Linked DNA regions of Triticum aestivum: region 2 is linked to region 1. A link is a contact called in public Hi-C data. All regions are on one chromosome and are shown on one strand. The core of a region is the stretch at or near the end of the contact, and the rest is flanking DNA. Distances in the headings are between cores, read along the strand shown. Region 1 holds the start of LOC123112344 (probable WRKY transcription factor 2). Region 2 holds the start of LOC123116368.

Region 1 (4,687 bases), core at 914-3,413:
TTTGCTATTTTAGTATTTCCTTTCCAAACATGAAAATGATTCTCCAACAAAGGTTGTGATACGGAAATACTTTTGCTACATATGGTCTTGCATTGTACCTTGTTAATAAATTAGAGTTTCAGTAAATTATCGATGACATGGATATATAGGGTAAATGATACATGTTGCCAGGATGGTTGGATTGACTAGGTATTTCGCCCGTACTTTCCGCTAGCGATTTCTCTTCCCCTTGGACTTAGACAAGCTCAAGGTAACGTCCTCATAGGAGCCTCATGTAGTTGCTCCTCTCCCAGACGCCTCTGGGGCTCCTCCCCTCGCTCCTCCCATCAGCGCTTACCGCCATGTACCTTCAACTGGAGCTCAAAACCAAAGCCATCTATGCCGCCAAGCCCCATGAAGGCACCAAGACTACGAGGAGTGGCTCTAGGGGGTCCCCTGATCCAATGGTGGTGGGGCTTTGGCGGGCTAGATTTGCGGTCGAGGGGCCCAAACAACGAGTTTGGTGCTCCAAAATGAAGGTCAGTGATTTGGGGATTTTTCATGTAGATACATACGTTTGTTTGATATTTTATTAGTATTTCCTTTGAAAACATAAAAATGATTCTCCAACCAAAAATCATGATATGAAATTACATTTCTAAATATGGTTTTGCATTATACCTTGCTAATAAATTAGAGTTTCAGAAAATTATTACGATGTGAATATATAAAGGAAATGACACCCCCCGCCCGATTGATTTGATTGACCGGGTCTTCCGCCCGCACTTTCCGCTAGGGATGCTTCTTCCCTGTGGACTCACACAAGTGCAAGATAACTTCCTCATAGAAGCCTTATGTGGCTGCTCCTCTCTCATCCTCCTCCGGGGCTCCCCTTGACACCCCCTCCCTCCTCCCATTGGCGCTCACTGCCATGGACCTTGAATTGGAGCTTAGAACCAAAGCCCTCTACGCCGCCAAGCTTCGGAAAGGCACAGAGACCACGAGGAGTGGCACTAGGGGTCCCATAATCCAATGGCGGTGAGGCTTCGGCAAGCTAGATTTTTTGTCAACTAGCCCGAATGGCAAGATCAATGCTCCTAAATGAAGGTCAGAATGATTGAAGGAATTTTCATGTTACTTACATACCTCCGGTTGGCATGTTACAATCTCGTTTTCCCACACGCGCGCGTGCCCACACACACACACACACGCACGCACATGACATGGTACAAAATATTGCATACATGCTGCAAGTTGCTTATCCATGGTCTGTATGCACCGTGTGTGCAATGACTTTTCTCAGTGATTTGTTGGGACAAAAAGGAAAAATCATTGCATTAGTTTTTTTCTTCCTTTTTTTGGCATCTTCTTCACATACCATGAGGAATCATGCTACTCCGGCCGGTCCTTTTCAGTCTGCATATTAGATTAGTATGTTGTTAAACTTTACTAATTTTGATCAAATTTATATTAAAGAATATTAACTTCTACAATACCTAATAAATATAGTATAAAAATATATTCCAAGATGGATCTAATGATATTGACGTTGTTATGTGAATGTTATTAATTTTTTGTATAAACCTGATCAAATTTTGAAGAGTTTAATTTCAGACAAACCTAATATGCAGAGTAAAAAAGACCACAGGAGGAAATATCCCGACCCTCCGCGCATTACGCGCGTCTCTTTTGCAACCCGCTCCCCCCTGTTTTCCTGCATGCCCATCCATCCATCTAGATCAGGACTCCTCACACCTGGCCAGTCAAACCCCTATCCTCTTGTCTCCACCGATGCTGCGCAAGAAATGGTTGATGCAACGGCCGCTCCCTCTGCTTTCTTCCATGGCCAAGGCAGCAGCGAAAGTAGGGAGCCGTTTCCCACTAATCGCAGGGTAAAAGCACAGATTATCACCAGTAACTCCGCACCAAAAAATCAGCCTCCACCATACAAAAAGCCATTCACCAACGACCATCCATCCATCCATCCATGCCAGCACACAGTTGTGAGTACACAAAAATACAAACTTTCAGAGTATAACTCTTCTCATTTAGAGCAGCAGAGAAAACAAACAAACAAAAATCGGAGCGAGGACAGCTTTTGCCAATTAGAGTTGAGTTGGAGCAGAGCCAGCCCACCAGTGGCAGCAACGGAATCATCCTCCCCTCCCACCCCACCCCACCTTCTTCTTCGCCTTCTCCTTGGTCAAACCGCCTTTCGCTCTTCTCTACCCCCCTTAAAAAAAGTAGCGGCACCCGGAGCGGAGAACCAACCCAGGTGCGGGCTGGGAATCGAGGCGGGGCACCTCCACAATCTCCCTCTCTCTCCCCCTCTCTCCTCTGGTTCTTTCGGTGTGTTCCTCGTTTTCCGGGAGAGGCCGGGGGAGTTGTTCTTGTCCAGTGGAGTCGGTCCAGACCTACCCTCGCCCGTCTGCGCCCGGCAAGATCTTTGTTTCCCCCCGTTCGCGGCGGCTCCCTCCCTCCCTCCCTCCCTTCTTGGTTGGTGGGAGGCGAAGAAATTTTAGGTCGTCCGGTTTCGCCTGAATTGTTTCTTCTCCGTCACCGGCGGGAGCACATGATCTGAACCCCTCCGCGCCGCGCCGCTCCGTCCATCCGCCTTCTGTTTCGGGGGAGGAGAAGACGGATCAATCGTTCGGTATCGGAGGTATCGTCCACTTCATGAGGTGCCGATTGGGCATTTCTTCCTTTTCTTGTCCGCCTTTATTTCGCGGGGTTTGTTTGTCTATATACTCGTGCGTGCGGCTGATTCGGCGCCGGAATTGATTGTCCGGGAGTTATTGATGATTACCGAGACGGGTTGGCTGTAAAATTTGCATCTTGGTTTCAAAATTTTACCCATTTCAGTCATGGTTTCTCTCTCTAAACAAAGGGGGTTCTTATTTCAGTTATTATGGAATCTTTCCATTTCACATCGAAATTGCATCTATGGGGATTCAGCTCGTGGCCAGCAGTGGGTTGGATTCTCCATTTCATGTCGAATATCTCTCCTCTGTTTTCTTGTGCAATGATTCAGAGCATATGTATGCCTGTAAAAATTACAGCATTTCCGTATGAGTTCGTTCAGTGGTTTAATCAAGGTTTCAGTTCCCCTGAATTTGTTTCTTCATCTCTACCTGCTGCCATGATGTAGCCCAGTGGAAAACAGAATTGTGTCGGTCTGTGTACTGCCCATTTATGATTGGTTGCCTTTTACTATGTCATAGCACCTGCATAATTTGTTGTGCTTACTACTGATTCTGATCAGCATTTATTGTAAGTTGTGCTGTCGTGAAAAGGAAGCTTTTGCTTAATTTCACAGTCAAGCATCCAAGTGTTTTGACAGTAGTACTAATGTGGTGTACCTTGTTGTTTCAGCTGAGGAAGATTTCTTGCTCACATGGCCGGCACCAGCGATCGTGGATCCCTCATGGAGGACTGGATGGCCATGCCGCCGACACCCAGCCCGAGAACGCTCATGTCAAGCTTCTTGAATGAAGACTTCAGCTCTGGTCAATTCTCCAATTTTTTCGGCGAACATGTGAGCAACAAGCCCCATGATCAATCAGAGAAGAGAGGAGAGCTTGTGGATTTGAGGGAGCAAGTGCCTGCTCAGTCAGCTACAGATACAGCTACACCCCAAAAGGATTTTTCCCTGCAACCAAATTCGTTCAATGCTAATCAGAAATCAAACCCACAGGGATCTCTAGCTGAGCGCAGGGCTTCGAGAGCTGGTTTCAGTATCCCCAAGATTGATACATCTCGTGTGGGTTCATCCACAGTTATTCGATCACCCATAGCAATTCCACCTGGTCTTAGTCCAACTACTCTTCTTGAGTCACCGGTCTTTCTCTACAATGCTATGGTATGCCATCTTCTCATAACTGGTGCCACCAATAATTACTTTCTCTATCCGGGTTTAATAGGCCGCTGGACATGATCGTTTGCTCTTCCCTCTAATCCCCTCCGTACCGTTTCAGATTTTGATACAATTAATCATGAATCTTTAGTTAGCGTATGTGCGGGTAAAAATGGATCAGTGTACTTGTGGTTAAAAAACAGAAGTACCTATTGATTGAGGTTGTGGTAAATTTTACTTTGAGTTAACAATTACCAGTAAACACATGAAAGTTCCATTTACCAGACATTTAGTTTTCCTGAAGTATATATAAGAACATTTATCATCGTCTTGTTTTTGCAGAAAGCATTTGATGCGGCACATGGTTTTGTGCAGTATAGAGACTTGTGATTTCAACGTTGTCTTATTCTATCAAGAAGAACATTGCTGTCCGAAAAAATGACCTCTGTTTAGAAATTTACAAAAGTTGCAAATTTGGTTCTATGTTTTGATTTCAAAGCCGATGATCTTAATTCAACACTCATAAATGGTCAAATACATATGTGCTTACCACATGATATCCACTGTGTAAATGTGGCTGAAATGATTATGATCTGTTACAGGCACAGCCTTCTCCAACCACTGGCAAACTGTTCGTTGCTTCAGAGGCTAACTCAACAATGCCACCAGATAGCACGTTCAGTAACGATGTTTTTTCCTTCCAACCCCACTCTGGCCCAACAAGTTACTCAAATGTGGAAAAGGTAATATCCTTGACTGTTAGCACTCTTTGTTTGCATTCTACTGTTCACTTCTTTTTATTGCCCCACTTTTATATGCCTGTTCTTTTAATGTTATACAGGGTTACACTGTTTG
Region 2 (4,687 bases), core at 655-3,154, 150 kb before region 1:
CTGACATATACTTTACGTTCATCATATTCTATATTTATGATAAAATTCATTTTGATTTCGTTACGGGTGAGGGAACGTGAGGAAAATATGACTTAGTTGAGATTTTGTTAAGATTTAATTAAATTTGATTTAGTTAATGCGGGATGTGGTTCTAGAAAAAAGTACTGATTTGGTCTACATTATTCCAAGTTACTCTATTTACGTTAGGTTTTTTTGTGTTGCGTTGGTTGACATTACTGAAAAACTCAATTGAAACAAAAAAGAAAGGACGCCGATATTCACCACACGTGTGGCACAATGAACACCTGACCACACGACTCGTCCGGTTGTACCCAGGAGCCAGCCCACATGATCCTATGTGGGCAAACATTAAAACTGCCCACACCTTCGTGCGTAGCTACGACGGCCCACACGACCCTGTGTGGCAACTACTCACCCTAACCCCATGAGCACGATCACGTGTGTAACTATCTTTAGTTTGCGTGTGTAATTAACTATAGTTGTCATGTCTAATTACTGTAGTTGCCATATATAATTAACTTTACTTGCCATGTATCATTAAATATAGTTGTCGTGTGTAACTAATTAGAGTTGCCACGTATGGTAGTTGTCGTGTGTGATTAACTAGTTGCCACATATGCACAACTGTAGTTGCCATCTATCATCGTGCAAGCGTCGTCGGGCGAGCGTCGTGTGTCCGTTCGGGCGAGGAGCGCCCACACGTGTGGCACTAAATGATAACACTCACACAACGCTGGGTGCTTACGTGGCTCTCGACCAAGATGGCAGTTGCTGCAATATTCATGCAAATGAATCATACGGTATCAACTGCATTTGGGCCATGTTGATAAGTGTCACACATGTGGGCGTTATCATTTAGAAAAGAAAAGAAGGCTCGGAAAAGAGAAAGCCAAAGAAGCTAAGACAAACCTCACTTGTCATAACCTGAGAGTTTTTCTTTTCCCGTAAATTTATTTATTCAAAATGGTTTATCTCTTAAACCATGCATCTAAATCCCGAACCATGTTCACCATTAGATTCCTCGCGTCGAGATCTTTAAAACTAGATTCCATGTTCATACTTTTCGTCAAACTTTGTATATGAGAAAACCGGACAAAAACTTGACTGGAAGCATGAATTTTTCACTTTTTTTCCTTTTCCAAAAGGGAACAGTTATGCCTCTCGCGAAAACAAATCTGTGCCTCTCATGAAAGAAGAAGAAACGCGTTCTTTTTCTTTTTTGAGAGGCACAACTTTGCCTCTTATGGAAGCAAATTTATGCCTTGACACGTTTGTGCCTCTCGCGGAAGAAAAAAAAAAGGAAGCACATTTTTTCTTTTTTTGGTGCCTCTCACGAAAGTAAATTTGTGCCTCCACGTGAAGTAAAATCGCGCCTCTGGTGGAAGCAAAAAAACGCGCTTTCCCTTTTCAAAAGGTGGAGTTCTGCCTCTCGCGGAAGCAAATTTGTGTCTTCCATGAGAAAGGAAAAAATCATCTAAAACTCGACCCATACAAAAAAATAAAAATAAAAATCTTGAGAAAGCACTCAGCACGCGACACGTGTCGGTGGATGAGAGTGCGCCAAGTGACGCGCTCTCAGCGCACCAGTAGTTACCTTTGCGGGAGCCCGCACGAGTACTCATGTGCTAGTTGCTCCCCAAACCTATCAATTGTATTTTTTTTTTACTTGGAGATTGTTTTTTAGACAAAAGTACAGACATACATACGGGCACAATTTTTTTTTAGGTGTTCATATGGGCTGTACTTTTTTTAGTTTTTTTTGGGGGGGCATCTGTACTTTTTTTTAGTGGATTTTGGGTGTTCATATAGGCAGCCAAACGGGTTTGCAGAATGTGGCCCGCCCAAGCGACGACATAGGTTTCACTGGGCCGAGTGCGGAAGCTCAAACCGCAACCAAACAGTCCAGTGGATTTTGTTGGGAAGACTCTCCTGCCTGCCTCCCACTCGAAAAGAAAGATAAGGAGGCCCCACCCGGCAGCGTCTGCTCTCAGCATCCGCCACGGCCATGGCCTTCGTCGCCATCCACGCCCGCCTCGCCGTCCTCCTCCCTCGCCTCAGCGCCGCCGCCTCGTCTCTCCGGTCCGCTCCTCCCCGCACCCGTCTCTCGCCTCTCAGGACTTCAACCGGACACATCTTCCGCAGCCCGCGGTGCAGGCGTCGGCCGTGTCGCGCTCGCGCCGCCTCCATCACCGCGTCGCTCGACCTCACCGAGGACAACGTCCGGCAGGCCATCGTCGACGCCAAAGCCGAGGCAAGCAAGGCATCCTTCCCTCTCACATCCACACCGAAGAACATATCTGTTTTGCACGGCCGCCCACGGCTCACGGTGACTGACAGCCTACGTCCAAATTAACTGACGAACGCCATTGTTGTTGGTCTCCCGCACCGCGTTTCAGCTGGCCCAGCTATTCGACACGTCGGTCGGCATAACAGGTGAAAAATCCAAGCCAATTCCTTTCACGAACTGCACTGCAGCACCGATCCAGTCGCCCTGCTGAAGTTTGCCATTCCTTCCTCATCGTGAATGGTGACTGATGATGGCAGGGCAAGTTGATCTGGCGGAGCTGGACGGGCCGTTCGTGAAGCTCCGCCTCAAGGGAAAGTTCTGGCACACCCGCGCCACCGTCGTCGCGCGGATTGGCAACTACCTCAAGAACCGTATACCGGTGAGCTCTTCTTCTTCCAGCTCGCTGTTGTTCCTCCTGGAGCGTGGGGGGAAGTTATATCAAAGATGGTGACGAGGTTTTTTGGGTTTGTCCAGGAAATCTTGGAGGTGGAGATCGAAGATGAGGACCAGCTTGACGACAGCCCCGCGGCTTACTGAGGTATCTGTTCCCCAAGTGTTCACTGTTCATTATCTATTTTGTTCTTGCATTATACTGAAACTATCCAACTTAGGTTCTAGATCAAACACTTGAGGTCTTTTTTAGCACTAGCAGTATCATGTTTGGTAGTTCTAGTTAGCAGTTCAGCTATAGCTATGAGACTCTGAGTATATTGGTGTAATGGACTGAATTGCTGAAGCGAAGTTGCTGAAGTTGCTATAGCTATAACACCTTTTATTTTTTGAATTTTCCCTAACACCTTCTTTGCTGCTTGAGGAGTAGCATGGTATGGAGCTTCAGGATTTGCGTCTGCATAGATGGATTGGCTTGCACCAGCTACATTGTGGTTGCAGAGACCTGACATTTCAATGTATTTCTTCAGGGTAAAGAACATGCGAGCTGTTGCTGAGGGTGCCTACTTTTTCAGTACCGGGTTTGGTAGGCGTAGGATCATCTTTTTTGTGAGCGGAAAGGATATGGCAATGATGTTGTACACTTATGCGTTAGCTAACTCCTGCCAATGATGCTTAAGTTGGTGTGCTCATCATACTGCATTTGGGATGCAACTGCATCAGTATGTCACTGTAGTCATGTGTTCATTATGTCTTGTGATGTGGACAGCCCTCGGGTAGAACTGAAAGCCCACAATCACTCACAGAATTGGTTCACATAGTCCTCCATGAACCATCTGTAATTCGATTGTAATTTCTACGCACAGACGGATCTGGTGTTATGTTATTCTGATATGCTGTTCTTGCACTTCACACGCCCTCGTATCGTACTTTTCATGTTTGAAGAGAATTTTGGTGCTGTAAGCTGATCTCTTACAGTCATGTGCATCCTTGTGATGAAATGCGGAAGTCAGTACAGGTCTGAATCTTGTTCTCCTGCATCGGGGTTGGGGGGGACTTCAAATGACCTACTTTTGACACCATTTTATGTTCGATTGTCGGATGTTTTGGCAGCCGCGAACTATGTCGTGCAGAAGGCGTTCAGCGGCTTGCATTCGCGTAGATGGATTGATTTGCACCAGCTACATTCTGATTACAGAGACCTGATATTTCAATGTACTTCTTCAGGGATTTGCACCAGCTACATTCTGATTACAGAGACCTGATATCAGGGTAAAGAACATGCGAGCCATTGCTGACGGCGCCTACTTTTTTCAGTAACGGGTCCGGTAGGATCATCATCTTGTAAGTGGGAAGGATGCATCAATGATTATTTTTGAGAAAACAAGGGTAACCCCGGCCTTTGCGTCATTGTGATGCACACAGCCAAAGGATACATCAATGATGATCATCAGTTCCATTAATTAATGGAAAGAAATTGGGAGCGAGGCTCTTAATAAAGTCGTAAAACATATGGCAATGACTCCTGCGCTGATTATACATTTATTTACGTGTTAACTAACTCGTGGCAATGATGTTTAAGTTGGTGCGACCATCATACTGCATATGGAACACCACCACTGCATCAATATGCCCCTGTAGTCATGTGTCCTGCATCCGGGGAACTTTGAATGATTTCGGAGACCCTATTTCTGTTGAACCGTCAAATATTCGGGCAGCGGCAGAAGCTTTCCGACGAACAAGACACCGTTCCAGCTCCTATCCGAGTGTAACAGGACACCATTCCAGCTGTTCCTGTCAGTGGAAAAGTAGCATCCCTGAACTGAACCTGGACGGTTGGGCTCCCGTGGGAGAAGCTGGGAGCTGTTGCTATCGGATTCAGAGAGACGAATGTTCAGAGAACAGCATGTGCACATTCCAGCGTTTTGCGAATCATGCCCTGTATCCACGCACAAGCGGAAAGACAGATCCATGCACAGAGAATAAGTA

What was found. Hi-C and Micro-C count contacts between places; a contact is called where the count stands out from the background.
Region 2: a Hi-C map of leaf shows a contact between it and region 1, with 4 times the contacts expected there. The contact joins the promoter of LOC123116368 here to the promoter of LOC123112344 in region 1. A contact is called at or near these places in 2 of 5 Hi-C or Micro-C datasets (both in leaf) and 1 of 1 datasets of contacts at active chromatin or transcription factors (leaf).

Annotation. Positions count from the first base shown.
Region 1 is chr5B:442,833,018-442,837,704 of IWGSC CS RefSeq v2.1, reverse strand. It overlaps LOC123112344 (probable WRKY transcription factor 2), which reads left to right and starts at 2,163. Exons shown (of 6, transcript XM_044533302.1): 1 at 2,163-2,641; 2 at 3,352-3,838; 3 at 4,435-4,575; 4 at 4,674-4,687. The coding sequence starts at 3,374.
Region 2 is chr5B:442,985,580-442,990,266 of IWGSC CS RefSeq v2.1, reverse strand. It overlaps LOC123116368, which reads left to right and starts at 1,904. Exons shown (of 5, transcript XM_044537334.1): 1 at 1,904-2,272; 2 at 2,418-2,454; 3 at 2,566-2,687; 4 at 2,783-2,846; 5 at 3,129-3,610. The coding sequence starts at 2,027. The coding sequence ends at 2,845.